3 separate regions of the Mus musculus genome follow, and regions 2 and 3 are each linked to region 1. A link is a contact called in public Hi-C and promoter capture Hi-C data. All regions are on one chromosome and are shown on one strand. Each heading gives the region's core, a stretch centred on a gene start, on an enhancer-like site or on the middle of the called end of the contact. The rest is flanking DNA. Distances are from core to core; before and after follow the strand shown. Region 1 has its middle 110 kb from the start of Slc4a3. Region 2 overlaps Epha4 (Eph receptor A4). Region 3 has its middle 360 kb from the start of Mir6343.

Evidence for each region. Promoter capture Hi-C pulls out the DNA fragments that hold promoters and counts their contacts. Hi-C and Micro-C count contacts between places; a contact is called where the count stands out from the background.
Region 2: a contact with region 1 is called in a Hi-C map of forebrain, with 4 times the contacts expected there. The contact joins two enhancer-like sites. A contact is called at or near these places in 6 of 484 Hi-C or Micro-C datasets (cerebral cortex, cortical neurons, forebrain and 1 more).
Region 3: a promoter capture Hi-C map of hippocampal neurons shows a contact between it and region 1, with 6 times the contacts expected there. The contact joins two enhancer-like sites. A contact is called at or near these places in 1 of 39 promoter capture datasets (hippocampal neurons) and 1 of 484 Hi-C or Micro-C datasets (ventral hippocampal neurons).

The regions. Positions count from the first base shown.
Region 1 is chr1:75,652,166-75,656,021 of GRCm38.p6, reverse strand. No RefSeq gene overlaps it. Among named protein-coding and RNA genes, the nearest start is that of Slc4a3, 110 kb to the right of the region's middle. Within about 2 kb of position 2,056, at least 60 of the 459 cell types and tissues checked have an H3K27ac peak or open chromatin away from gene starts, as enhancers often do. A contact at or near this core is called in cortical neurons, forebrain and hippocampal neurons, where this site is marked.
Region 2 is chr1:77,375,506-77,379,361 of GRCm38.p6, reverse strand. Epha4 (Eph receptor A4) reads left to right here. Exons shown (of 18, transcript NM_007936.3): 15 at 1,755-1,948. Among named protein-coding and RNA genes, the nearest start is that of Mir6352, 120 kb to the left of the region's middle. Within about 2 kb of position 1,796, at least 6 of the 459 cell types and tissues checked have an H3K27ac peak or open chromatin away from gene starts, as enhancers often do. A contact at or near this core is called in cortical neurons and forebrain, where this site is marked.
Region 3 is chr1:76,871,164-76,875,019 of GRCm38.p6, reverse strand. No RefSeq gene overlaps it. Among named protein-coding and RNA genes, the nearest start is that of Mir6343, 360 kb to the right of the region's middle. Within about 2 kb of position 1,874, at least 15 of the 459 cell types and tissues checked have an H3K27ac peak or open chromatin away from gene starts, as enhancers often do. A contact at or near this core is called in hippocampal neurons, where this site is marked.

The DNA.
Region 1 (3,856 bases), core at 807-3,306:
ATTGCTCCTCCCCAGGTCTCTAAGTACAGAACAAAGGCTTCTAAGAAACACAAGAACTTCCCCATCAAGAGAGAGATAGGAATCATTTTTTTTTAAGAAAAACACTTAGAGAGGAATAAAAAGTTCACAAACACGCATGCTCTTCGACTTACACTCTATTTTGTGTCTTCAACCAGACGAAGACAAGGGAATCAGAGGAAAAAAAAAATCAGTTGGCAAGAAGAAAATAGGAGGTAATACAGAGAACTTTTTAAATCCACTATTTTATGAGAGTTTTTAGAAAGAGCATGCCTCTGCCTTTAAGGAATTATGAATCCCATCGCTGTTTCAGTTGGCCACCGGAAATCTCCTCAAATTATGACACAGATTTATTATTTAATTACAAATGGGTAAGCATTAATTGTGAGTGGGGAAATTCTGAAGGGTAATTGAAGCTTGGATCAGAATGAGGACGAGGTCTCGGTCCTCCTTATGGGGACATGGGGAAGCAGGAAAAAAAAAATCATGACTTTACCCCACACTAGCAGCAATTGGACCAGGTAGAAGAGTTTCCTAAATACATCTGGTAAACCTGAGACGGTGATTAAAGGAGACTATGTCCTCGCATTTCTTCTTGCTCCAAATGTTTTTAAAACCATCAGTTGCCATTTGCTATGGACTTAATTGTGGGCCCACAGTAGTTTGTATACTGCATCCCTAGTCCCCAGTTAGACTTATTTGGATGTCGGGCTTTAGGGAGGTATTAAAGGTTCATGGAGTCCTAGGGCCCTAACCCGTTAGTAGTGTGTCCTTGTAGGAAGAGTTAATAGACACTCCATGGAGAAAGACCCTTCCATGGCCATACAGGGGGGAAAAAAGGCTATCTAGAAGCTGGGAAGAGAGCCCTCACCATAAATTAAGTTTGTGGGGCTTCTCGCCTCCACAGAGAGAATATAAATGCCAGTCACTTAAGCCTCCCAGTGTGCAAAGTCTCTTTATGGCACCCTGAGCAGCTAATGCAACATCTGTGCAAAAGAAATGTTCTGCCCAAGGGATGAGGCTCGCTGAGGCAGTCAACAAACAGGAGTGAACCATCGTCTAGACAATGGTTTTATAGCAGAAGCTGTGATAGCGTCCTCAACAGGATTCTCCCCACAGCAGCTCTAAGCCTCTGCTTCCACAACCTCCCTCCAATGCTGGCACCAACTTAGGTGCGCCCTCCTCAGCCTGAGGAGGAACAGTGCTCAGTACCCAGGCAATGGGTACTGACTGTCTTCTCCCTTGAGTTTGCCTCCGAAGCAGTCGGAGCCGTGCCGTGGAGTCCAGGCTCGGCCTATCAGGGAGTAAAACAATGTCGCCGTGGAGAACCGGAAAACGACAATCGTTCCTGACAAGCACTCCATGAGCGCATGCGGCCTAGGTGCACCTACACCTGGACGGCTTTCTGAGTCCTAAAGGACTGGTAAAGACTGGTGTCTAGGCCAGGGACAATGTCAGGGGACACACACCTTCAGGAGGCCAGAGTTTCACAGTGTGAGGGCGATAAAGGGATGTTAAATAAAACTGGGGAGACAGGAAGGAAAAATAGCTAGGCCAAACGTTAATTTCAGGAGAGGAATCGGATTGAGGCTGAAAGCTGGAATAATCCCCTCAGCTTTTGACTAAACTCTAGCTAGAAGAGCAGAAATCTATACTTGATCATTTAAAAAGAAACAACTTTTGCTTCAAAGCTTTTAAAGAAAGATAAGAAAAAGGAGGAATTTTTTTCCTTCCCTACAAATATTTGCATTTTTTTTTTAATTTGACACTTTTAACGTCAGGCAACAGGGGACTATGGTTTGATTGGTTGGTTGGTTTTGGATACAACCGAGGGTCACAAAGGCAAGAGTACTCATACATCAGCAAACAGGACGAAGTCGTGTGATTTTTTAGTGCCTCAAATACGCCCACCAAGGCTGATGTCTAATTGCCAATGGTCCAACAATCAGTTCACAAAATTCCTGGCTACTTAACCAGTCTCTAGCAAGTACACCAGCTGGCTCCAGCACACTTTTGCAAGGCATTCTGGGTAAGCAGATGGCAGCTGGCCCAGCACAAAACCACAGACCAGAGAAACCAAGGTTTCAGAGGGCGATGTGAGGAAGCCCAATAGATCTTCCTCCCCTGGATGCAGCTCCTCGCAGGCACTACAGGGAGCTACGGACCTAGTCATTAAGCTACCCACCACCTAAGGAAGAGACACATTCCGTTCTTTAGGAAGGGTTGCCTAGACCCCGGCGCACTGTGATGGCGCCACCTGGTGGCCAAAGGAAAAACAGCCACGGAGAATCTCAGATTTCCACCACGTTTTTAAAATTCTGTATGAAATTGGTATTTCAGGAAAGAAAAAGAGTGGGGGAGGGGAATCGAAGGGAGGGACAGAAAAGGACTGGAAGGGGGTGCTACAGGAAGGGAGGGAAGGGGGAAGGAGGAGATGGGATGGAAGAGTTAGAAAAGATCTTAGCTAATCATTGGCAAACCAAAAGCTCAACTTTCCCAGGCACTTCCTAAAAATGCCCACTATGTCCCCCATAAAGAAAGATATTAAAAATGAATTACTGAAATACTTTTAATGATTTGGCCAGACAAACGCTGAGTGGTTTACCTCACTACTAGACAGTTCCATCACTCAGCTGTCGTGACCATCTATAGATACTTATGACTGGCCTATACTTTGGATATTCATGTATAATTCATCTAAATTCATTCTATGGCCCAACCTTCGAAAGAACTGCTAGCATATGCTTTTGTTTCCATAACAAAGCCAAACACAGAAGCCAGGGTAGGGTATGTACCTCTCCAGCTTAACCCTCAGTGCCTGGCACTGGCCTCTCTGCTTGGCCAGGGTTCAATACAGCCTGGTCCTAGTTAGTTCCTGGTTCCTCTGCAGAAACTCTCTCTAAAGGTTCATGCCAGTCACCTGCAGGTATTTATAGAAATCTAAGCTTTGGTTCATAAGTCAGAGAACTGGGCAGAATTGGAGCTGGCACCAGTAAGCATTAGAGTAATAGTTGATGAAACAGATTAATTAAAGAAATGCATTAACATGCATAACCGAGTGGCTCTTATTATATGTATGTGAGTTGTCCAGCTAGAGTAAAACATTTAAACTCTGTGTCTGTCTGTGTGTGTGTGTGCGCGCGCGCGTGCATGTGTGCGTGCATGTGTGTAAGAAAGCAGAGCTCGCCTTGATGATGTGTATTATTTCCACAGCCTCTGGCTGAGCTTCAAGCTCAAAACACCTTTGACTAAACACTCAGAAGCCGGTTACTGGGATCGATAAAGGAGAAAGAGTGACCTCTGCTGGCCAAGTGAGATTTTTTTTTCCCCAGCCTCTGGTCAATTTCCCAACTCTACAATGACATGATGTGTTTACAGAAATGCAGTAATGCCCTCTGCAGAATAAATGATCGGCTAATTTTTTTCTAGACTGGTGATATTTACAATCCCATCAGCAAAAAGGCCATGGCTTGTTTGGCTCAAAAACTCCTTAATGATTTGTAGAAATGAGATTCAATTAGGTTTTTTTATGCTTAATAATTATTCAGTAGAAAAAATAAGAAATGTTTTCATGTGGCAAACAATCATTTATTTTCTTTGCTTCTTGTTTATATGTCATTGATGAAATGAATAATTTGCAATTTATTTTGAAATATAGAAACTAACTAGGGTAATGATAAAACTGTTGCCCCTAAGTATCTCATTAATATCTGTAGTCATTTGATTGCTAAGCCCTCAATTTAGGAACTGAATTGTTATTTTTTGCATTTATTTAGTGTGTGTGTGTGTGTGTGTGTGTGTGTGTGTGTGTGTTCACATTGCTATGGTGTGCTTGTGG
Region 2 (3,856 bases), core at 547-3,046, 1.7 Mb before region 1:
ATTTGGGGAATCATTAGGAAATGTAAATGACATCACTGGGCAATGACAAATACAATGACAGAACCAGGGAAAACACACAAAACTTAGTAATTTTTTTTTTAAAGAAAGAAATGGTTTCCCCACCCAAGAGATTCAGCAGTGAGCTGAAAAACATGCTTTGTTAACCTAAAAGCCATCTTTCCAGCTGGCCATGCGTGGGTAAGGAGCCTGGGAGAGCGCAGAGAGCGCATGCTCACCAGTGTGAGTTCTCCAGGCATCAGCCCAGTGCTCTCTGCATCCTCATCAACGGAGAATGCTTTCATCAACTCCAAAGTCAATACCATGCATTTGGAAAGATAAAAGGAATAAGAGGCTCAAACTGACCTAATGTGCTTGCCAAAATTAAAATTAAATACAAAGACCTTACAGGAGGTAGAGCAGAAACATCTCTTTTAGAAGGAGAAGCACATAATTCGGATACAGTAAAATATTGAAAAATACTTGGGGAGGTGGTCCTCCATCAAATGATGATTGCTAGACTGAAGCCATGTGCTGGCTGAAAAGACAGCCGTCAAATTTATGCCTAGAATCGAGATCTACTCGAACTGACTGTTTTCTGCCCTGGCCAGTTTTCTCAACAGTCAATAGCCCCTTGAGGGACAGATCCAGTGTGGTTATGGGATGGCCGCAGTACTTTGAATTCTGGGCAGCGATCATTTGGGGAGGGGCAAAGAAAAAGAAAATGACAAATAAAAAGGCTTAAGGTATCAAACAAAACTGCTTCCAATATCTGAGGCTGCTCATTAACAAGGCTTATTATGCCTGAGACTCTGTGTGAAGAGTTCCCCCTCCTAAAGTTGGCCGGAGTCTTTCCTGCCAAATCACCTATACTGGATTCGGGTCCCAGTGGGGAGGGGATTATAGAAAAAGTCAGTGTGAAGGTAGTATGAGCCAAGCATGGTGGCTGAGGCAGGAAGATGTCCATTGGGAGGCCAGCAAACTGAACTACGTTGTTAGATCCTATCTCAGAAAACAAGAGGGATGTGGGTGGAGACTGGAAGAGAACCAATGTCCTGTCTGTGAAGACACATGAGAAGGACTAAATTAGAAGAGAAGAATGGTTCCTGTATCTAATTAAGCAGGAAGACAAACGACACCAAATGGCCTTGAACAATAAGACAATAGACACCTACCACTGAAATTTCCTTTAATGCACAGGATCTGCCTTATAATATGAATGGATTCGAATATATTTTCAAGAATTGACTTATTAGCACTTTGAATAGAGTTCATCAGCAGAGGACTGTGGCCAAGACAGACCCAGTTGATGCATAAGAGTGCAGATCTCCTATAGAGAAAATGACTAGGCACTGATGCTGATACAGTAGCTACTGAGTGAGGTTACACAGGGCTGAAATGATGCCTAGGGACTTCCAATTTGGAATTACTTCCTCAAGGATGCCTGGCACTGGTGGCTTTCACTGGAGTGTGTAGATGTGCCGAAGCTGAATGGTGGAGTGCAGACAGGACCCTGTGATGTTGGAGGGCTGTCACCAAAGCTCCGACACCATGCTGTGATCTAATTGGGTCCTAATCACTTTGGAATATCAATGCATCTTTCGTTCGAGTTTGAGATTGGCATCACTTCCATTTAACAGCTGGCTTTTCTCCCCCGTTGCCAGCAATACCTAGCTTTGGCTTCTGTAAAGGAGTTGGAGCTGTGCCCACGCTTAGCCTGCTGGCAGCTCACCACAGTGTCCTTTTGTCTTCTCTAGGTGATCAAAGCCATCGAGGAAGGGTACCGGCTACCCCCTCCAATGGACTGCCCCATTGCCCTCCATCAGTTAATGCTGGACTGCTGGCAGAAAGAGAGAAGTGACAGGCCTAAATTTGGGCAGATCGTCAACATGCTGGACAAACTCATCCGCAATCCCAACAGCCTGAAGAGGACAGGGTCGGAGAGTTCCAGGTTTGTCATGGTTACTAGTAATGATGTATGAGGGACCGCATCATTTGTGACAGGCAAGAGCAGTGCATCCTGATTCCTGCTTTGCAAAGTCACAGGCTACCTCTGAGCTCTGCAACCTGGGTAACTTCTTCAATTACTCTGAGCCTGAAGAAGCTGATTGGTCTGTGAAATAAAAAAAAAAAAAAGAAAAAAAAAAAAAAAGGAAAGGTCCCAGAGCCATGATTCACCAGGAAGTTTCCTTAAAAGAATAGGATTTCCTGTCAACAGATTCAGGACAACACCTAGACACAAGACTCATCTGGTGTAGATCAGGGTAGAAAGGCCTGTTGTTTAGACTGTTATGTCAAAAATGATAAGACTTGGGCTTGCTTTGAGTGAGCATCAATCTCTGGAATAACACTAAATGTGGCTAAACTCTACATCTTAGCTGGGACCGTGGATAACTTTATTATTTGAAGAAGGACATCTTCTAACATGTGGAGGCTATCTTTTTGCCCTATTCTTGGAAAGATTAAAATGGCCCCCAAGCCTTCTTTCCAGGTCTAACAGTTTTTTTTTTTCAGTTCCCAGGGTGAATGTTCCCTACTTTCTTGCCTTCATCTGTGTCCTTTTGTGGGGAGAAGCAGGGCAGAGATATTTTTAAGGTCTTTTTATTTTTTTTCTTTTTCCTTTTTTCTTTTTTTCTTTCTTTCTTTCTTTCTTTCTTTCTCTCTTTCTTTCTTTCTTTTGGTATTTGGCACTTTTCTTAGCATTTAGATCGATATGAAAAGCTCTTCTGCCACTAGTACTGCATAATGCCTGTCTTGTACCAAGGAATAGAACAGGTTGAGTCACAGCATATATTTTTTTCAGTTTTGAACTTTTTCTTGATAATAGTACTTAAATAATGCCTGTCATTATTGATGATAATAGGATATAATAGAATACGGGACATGACTTAGCACAAAATTAGGCAACTGTGCTATTCTCCAAAGAGAACGGAGACTTCAGAACAAGCCAGGCAGTGACTAACTGACACCCAGGGGAGATATTTTCACCTTGAGGTTTTCTGACCTTGTCAGTCAGTTGGAACCCTGTTCATGACATGCCTAGGCTGAAATTACTAATAAATGATTTGACTTTTGTTTAACAACAAATGCTGTGGTGCTACCTCTCCCCCCCCCCCCACTTAATGACAGATATAAAATTCTATGTGGTAATGTTATTAACTCAAAATTAGGAGAATTCGACCTTGTAAACAGTTGCTGAATCTCACTCAGAGACAACTGAACTGACAGATACAAGAGGAAGGTCAGAGAGACAAGTTATTGAAACACAAAACTGATTGCTGTAAAATTAGTTTTTGTCAAAGTATTCATGTAAAAGGAAGATAATACAAATGAAAATAATTTAGATCAAACATGAAAGCTTTTCAAGGATTGGATTGATTCTGTATAAAAAAAACAAATCAAGACATCACAATAACTTTCTTCTGTTTTTTTTTTTTTTCATAAGAAAAAAAATTTTTTGTCCTAATTTGAAGACATTATTCCAACCTAACTGTGCACAATCATAGATTTAGGCTAAAATGTTAAAATCAGACACAGAATTTCTATGGTTTTAAGGGGAAAGGGAAACTTAAGAGCACCTTTTTTCTGTGCAGGAAATTACAATAGATATGTTATAAAATGTCTCTTTGAAGGGCTAGCCTGTGGCCATTCAGTAGAGAGGTAATGACGACTCTTAAGTCTCCTAAAGACTTTGATGGATGGGAGATTCTTCATGGAGCTCCATCATGAGGAAAGGCAGAATGCCTGAGACCAGTCACTATTGATCTGACAGTAAATTCCTGGCTTAAGAATGAACAAATTAATAACAAAGTTAAGAAGTGCTTTGACTTTATTGGAATAGTTAGCAGAGGAATTTGAG
Region 3 (3,856 bases), core at 625-3,124, 1.2 Mb before region 1:
GGGTCACGATGCCCTTGGGGGGTCACATATCAGATAACCTGCCTGTTAGACATTTACATTAAGATTCATCATAGCAGCAAAATTACAGTTATGAAGTAGCAACAAAGTAAGTTTATGGGTGGGGTCACCACAGCAAGAGGAACTGTTTTAAAGGGACATGACGTTGGGAAGTTTGAGAATAACTGCTCTAGTAGGTTTAATATCTAGCATAAGATTCAGTCTCTCCTTCTAAAGGGCCACCTTAAAACTGTATCATCTGCGGGGCAGGGGACATCTATTGAGTCTCTCACAGTATAAAGGTAAAAAAGAATTAAATTCTGTGTAGACCCTCTTGTAAAGGGCTTTAATTCCATTAAGAAGAGAGAAAGAAGTCATGATCTCATGACCTCATCCTCTTTTAGAAGCCCTACCTTTCAAAGGCCCCAGTATACTGGCCAGGAGGCTCTAATGCATGAACTTTGGAAGAAGCCCATTGAAACAAGTGCATTGGAAGACAACATTCTTGCTGCATAGATTATTATCTCTTTGGGATCTGCATGGGCATCACCTTACCCATCCAGGGCTCAAAAACAGAGATGTGCAAGATAATTCCCAAGGATGGCATTTTGTGAATCTTTGGGTGGGTGGTTCATCATCCAGAGAGATACTTGACTCAACAGGCCCAATACCCAGTCAGTTTCTGTAAGGCTGTGATTCACCCAATTTCTACATGTTTTCAGACCATGCATTCGTGGTGGTAGCTCCAAACCAGTTCTCAAAATTTCTAAGATAACTGGTTTGTTCAAGATGCAACGAGTTCAATCTATCCTGGTCTACTTGGTTGACAGGAGATATGGCAAACCTCTTAAACTTGTCCTTTATCGTGAGAAAGCATAACACTTTTTCAGAGGAATACAGCTGGGTTGTGTCTTTGGAACTCTCTGGCATTCTGCAAGACAGCCATATTGTAGCTGTAAGCTATTACAGCACACTGACTTCCAGATCGACAACTGGGTTCTTGTCATTTCCAGATGTAGTTTTACGCCGGCAGTTGTTCAGGAAACATTGTGAGAAGCAGCGGATTCCCAGTAAAACATGCCTATAAACATGATGGTTTCTGGCAAAGGGGAGGGGTGGGTGGTTTACACCCAGATGCATTAGGAAAAAAAAATTATAGTCTGTTCTTTGTTCAGATTTACCCTGAAGGTTTGGGTGTGATCTGCAGGGTTCATTCTTGTTTTGTTTGTCCCTGTCTGAGCAAGGACTCTAGACTCCCGTGTCTCTTAAACAAATTGGTCACTGAGATACATAGTTTCTGCCTCTTCTGCTAACCACATAGCAATCTGCTCTTACTCAAAATCTCAACTACAAAAGCCATCCCCATGGGCATTTTGAATTGATCTCCATAATCTAACAGCCTCTAAGCAGCACCTGGGCAGGTTAATTTAAAAGTAAGAGCCAAAACTTCCTGTGGGAAGTCACAGAGCCATGACTTCATGAATATTTTTCTACATTCCACTGAGCATGCTTCCCGTTCGTTCTCTTTTCCCTTTCCACAAGCCTACATGATTCAAAAGACATGTTTTGGCAGGAAACAAATTAGCACATATGGGTGTGGGTGGCAGTGTCTTAATGCCCAAAATGGATACATTCTTATTTTCAGCAATGGTAATAGTTGTATAATACTAAGTCAGGGAGGAAAGTCGTTGTGATGGACCCATTCCTTAGCAAAGCTAGGCGGTATGTTAAAGGGCATTCCTAACTCTACCTGTTATCCTTACTTTTTCTTAAGCCAATATCTTCATCCCAGGAATGTTCTCTCATGGTGCCACATACCATGCTGGTATTGCATTTAACTGTGGAATGAGTATCTCTTCTCTACTCAAGCTTCTAGGCTGTTGTAACCCCGCCCCGCTTCTATTAGCATATTTGTGCACACATGCGCATGCATATATGAATGTATTAGTTACATTTCTGTTGCTGGCATAAGACATTATGATCATTCAACTGAAAAGAAGATTGTGTTTGGGCTTGCAGCTCCAGAGGAATAAGAATCTATCACTGTATGGAGGCAGGACAGCAAGCAGCAGGCAGAGCTGTAAGCAGCAGAAGCAGGAAGCTGAGCACTCACACCTTGAACTGTAGAGAGAACAAACTGGAAGTGGCATGAAGCTTTTAATCACAAAGCCTTCCTCCTCCCCCCCCCCCCCCCCCTGACAGCAACATGCTTCCTCCAACAAGGCTCCGGCCTCTAAATCTCCCCAAACAGTGCCACCAACTGGGTACACAAGGACATTCAGACCACCACAATATGTAGGACTGGAATCAGTCCATAGGAATGGATATCAATAATGCATGCACTTCTGAGGACATAGGCAAATATGACAAGAACTGATGCAGCCTGAAGGGTTGGTGCTTATACACTGAATAATTCAGTGTCTCGGCATTTTCAAGCCTTTTGTTTTCCTACAGGTACTTAGGTCTCTATAGAATTCACTTCAGATACACTTAAAGTGCAAGATATTATAGAGCATGGAGGTTGAGCAAAAAGAAAAAAGAGAAAATCTTGTCTATTGTGTAACAGCAGCTTGGCTTATTTATAAAGTATATTCTAGAATTCATGTGAGATTTGAAGTTATAGAGGGGTCATAAAAGAAAGAATGTCACTACCTTAATCCAAAGAAATAAATCAGGTTAATACTATGGCACAGCAGTGGTGAAGATAGATTGGAATGTCTTATAAAACACTCGTGAACAGCACATGTGTGTGAAACACGTTGCTCCCAATTGTCTGTGAACACATCAGCCTCATGATTTAAAGCCTAGGTTCCCAAAGTGCAGTTCGGCTGCCTTGAGTCACTGGCAATGCTGATGTGAAGTCATGCTCCACAGAGCTAAAAGTTGGGGCAAAACAATGGCAGGCTAGTAAACGAGATTCTTCTTTTCGAAGAGAAGGGCAGTTTTTGCTAATGGACTTAAAAGTTCACGTACTACTTGATGAGCAGGTTTCATTCTTTTTTTTTTTAATTTTTTTATTAGATTTTTTTCTTCATTTACATTTCAAATACTATCCCAAAAGTCCCTATATCTTCCCCTTGTCCTGCTCCCTACACACCCACTCCCACTTCTTGGCCCTGGCATTCCCCTGTACTAGGACATATAAAGTTTGCTAGACCAAGGGGCCTCTCTTCCCAATGATGGCCGACTAGGCCATCTTCTGCTACATATGCAGCTAGAGACATGAGCTCTGGGGATACTGGTTAGTTCATATTGTTGTTCCACCTATAGGGTTGCAGACCCCTTCAGCTCTTGGGTACTTTCTCTAGCTCCTACATTGGGGGCCCTGTGTTCCATCCTATAGATGACTGTGAGCACCCACTTCTGTATTTACCAGGCACTGGCAAAGCTTCACAAGGAACAGCTATATCAGGGTCCTTTCAGCAAAATCTTGTTGGCATATGCAATAGTGCCTGCCTTTGGTGGCTGATTATGGGATGGACCCCCGGGTGGAGAAGTCTCTGGATAGTCCATCCTTTCATCTTAGCTCCAAACTTTGTCTCTGCAACTCCTTCCATGGATATTTTATCCCCTATTATAGGGAGGAATGAAGTATTCACGTGTTGATCTTCCTTCTTGATTTTCTTGTGTTTTGGAAGTTGTATCTTGTGTATTTATGTTTCTGGGCTAATATCCATTTATCAATGAGTGCATATCAAGTGACTTCTTTTGTGATTGGGTTACCTCACTCAGGATGATATCCTCCAGATACATCCATTTGCCCAAGAATTTCATAAACTCATTGTTTTTAATAGCTGAGTACCACATTTTCTGTATCCATTCCTCTGTTGAGGGACATCTGGGTTTTTTCCAGCTTCTA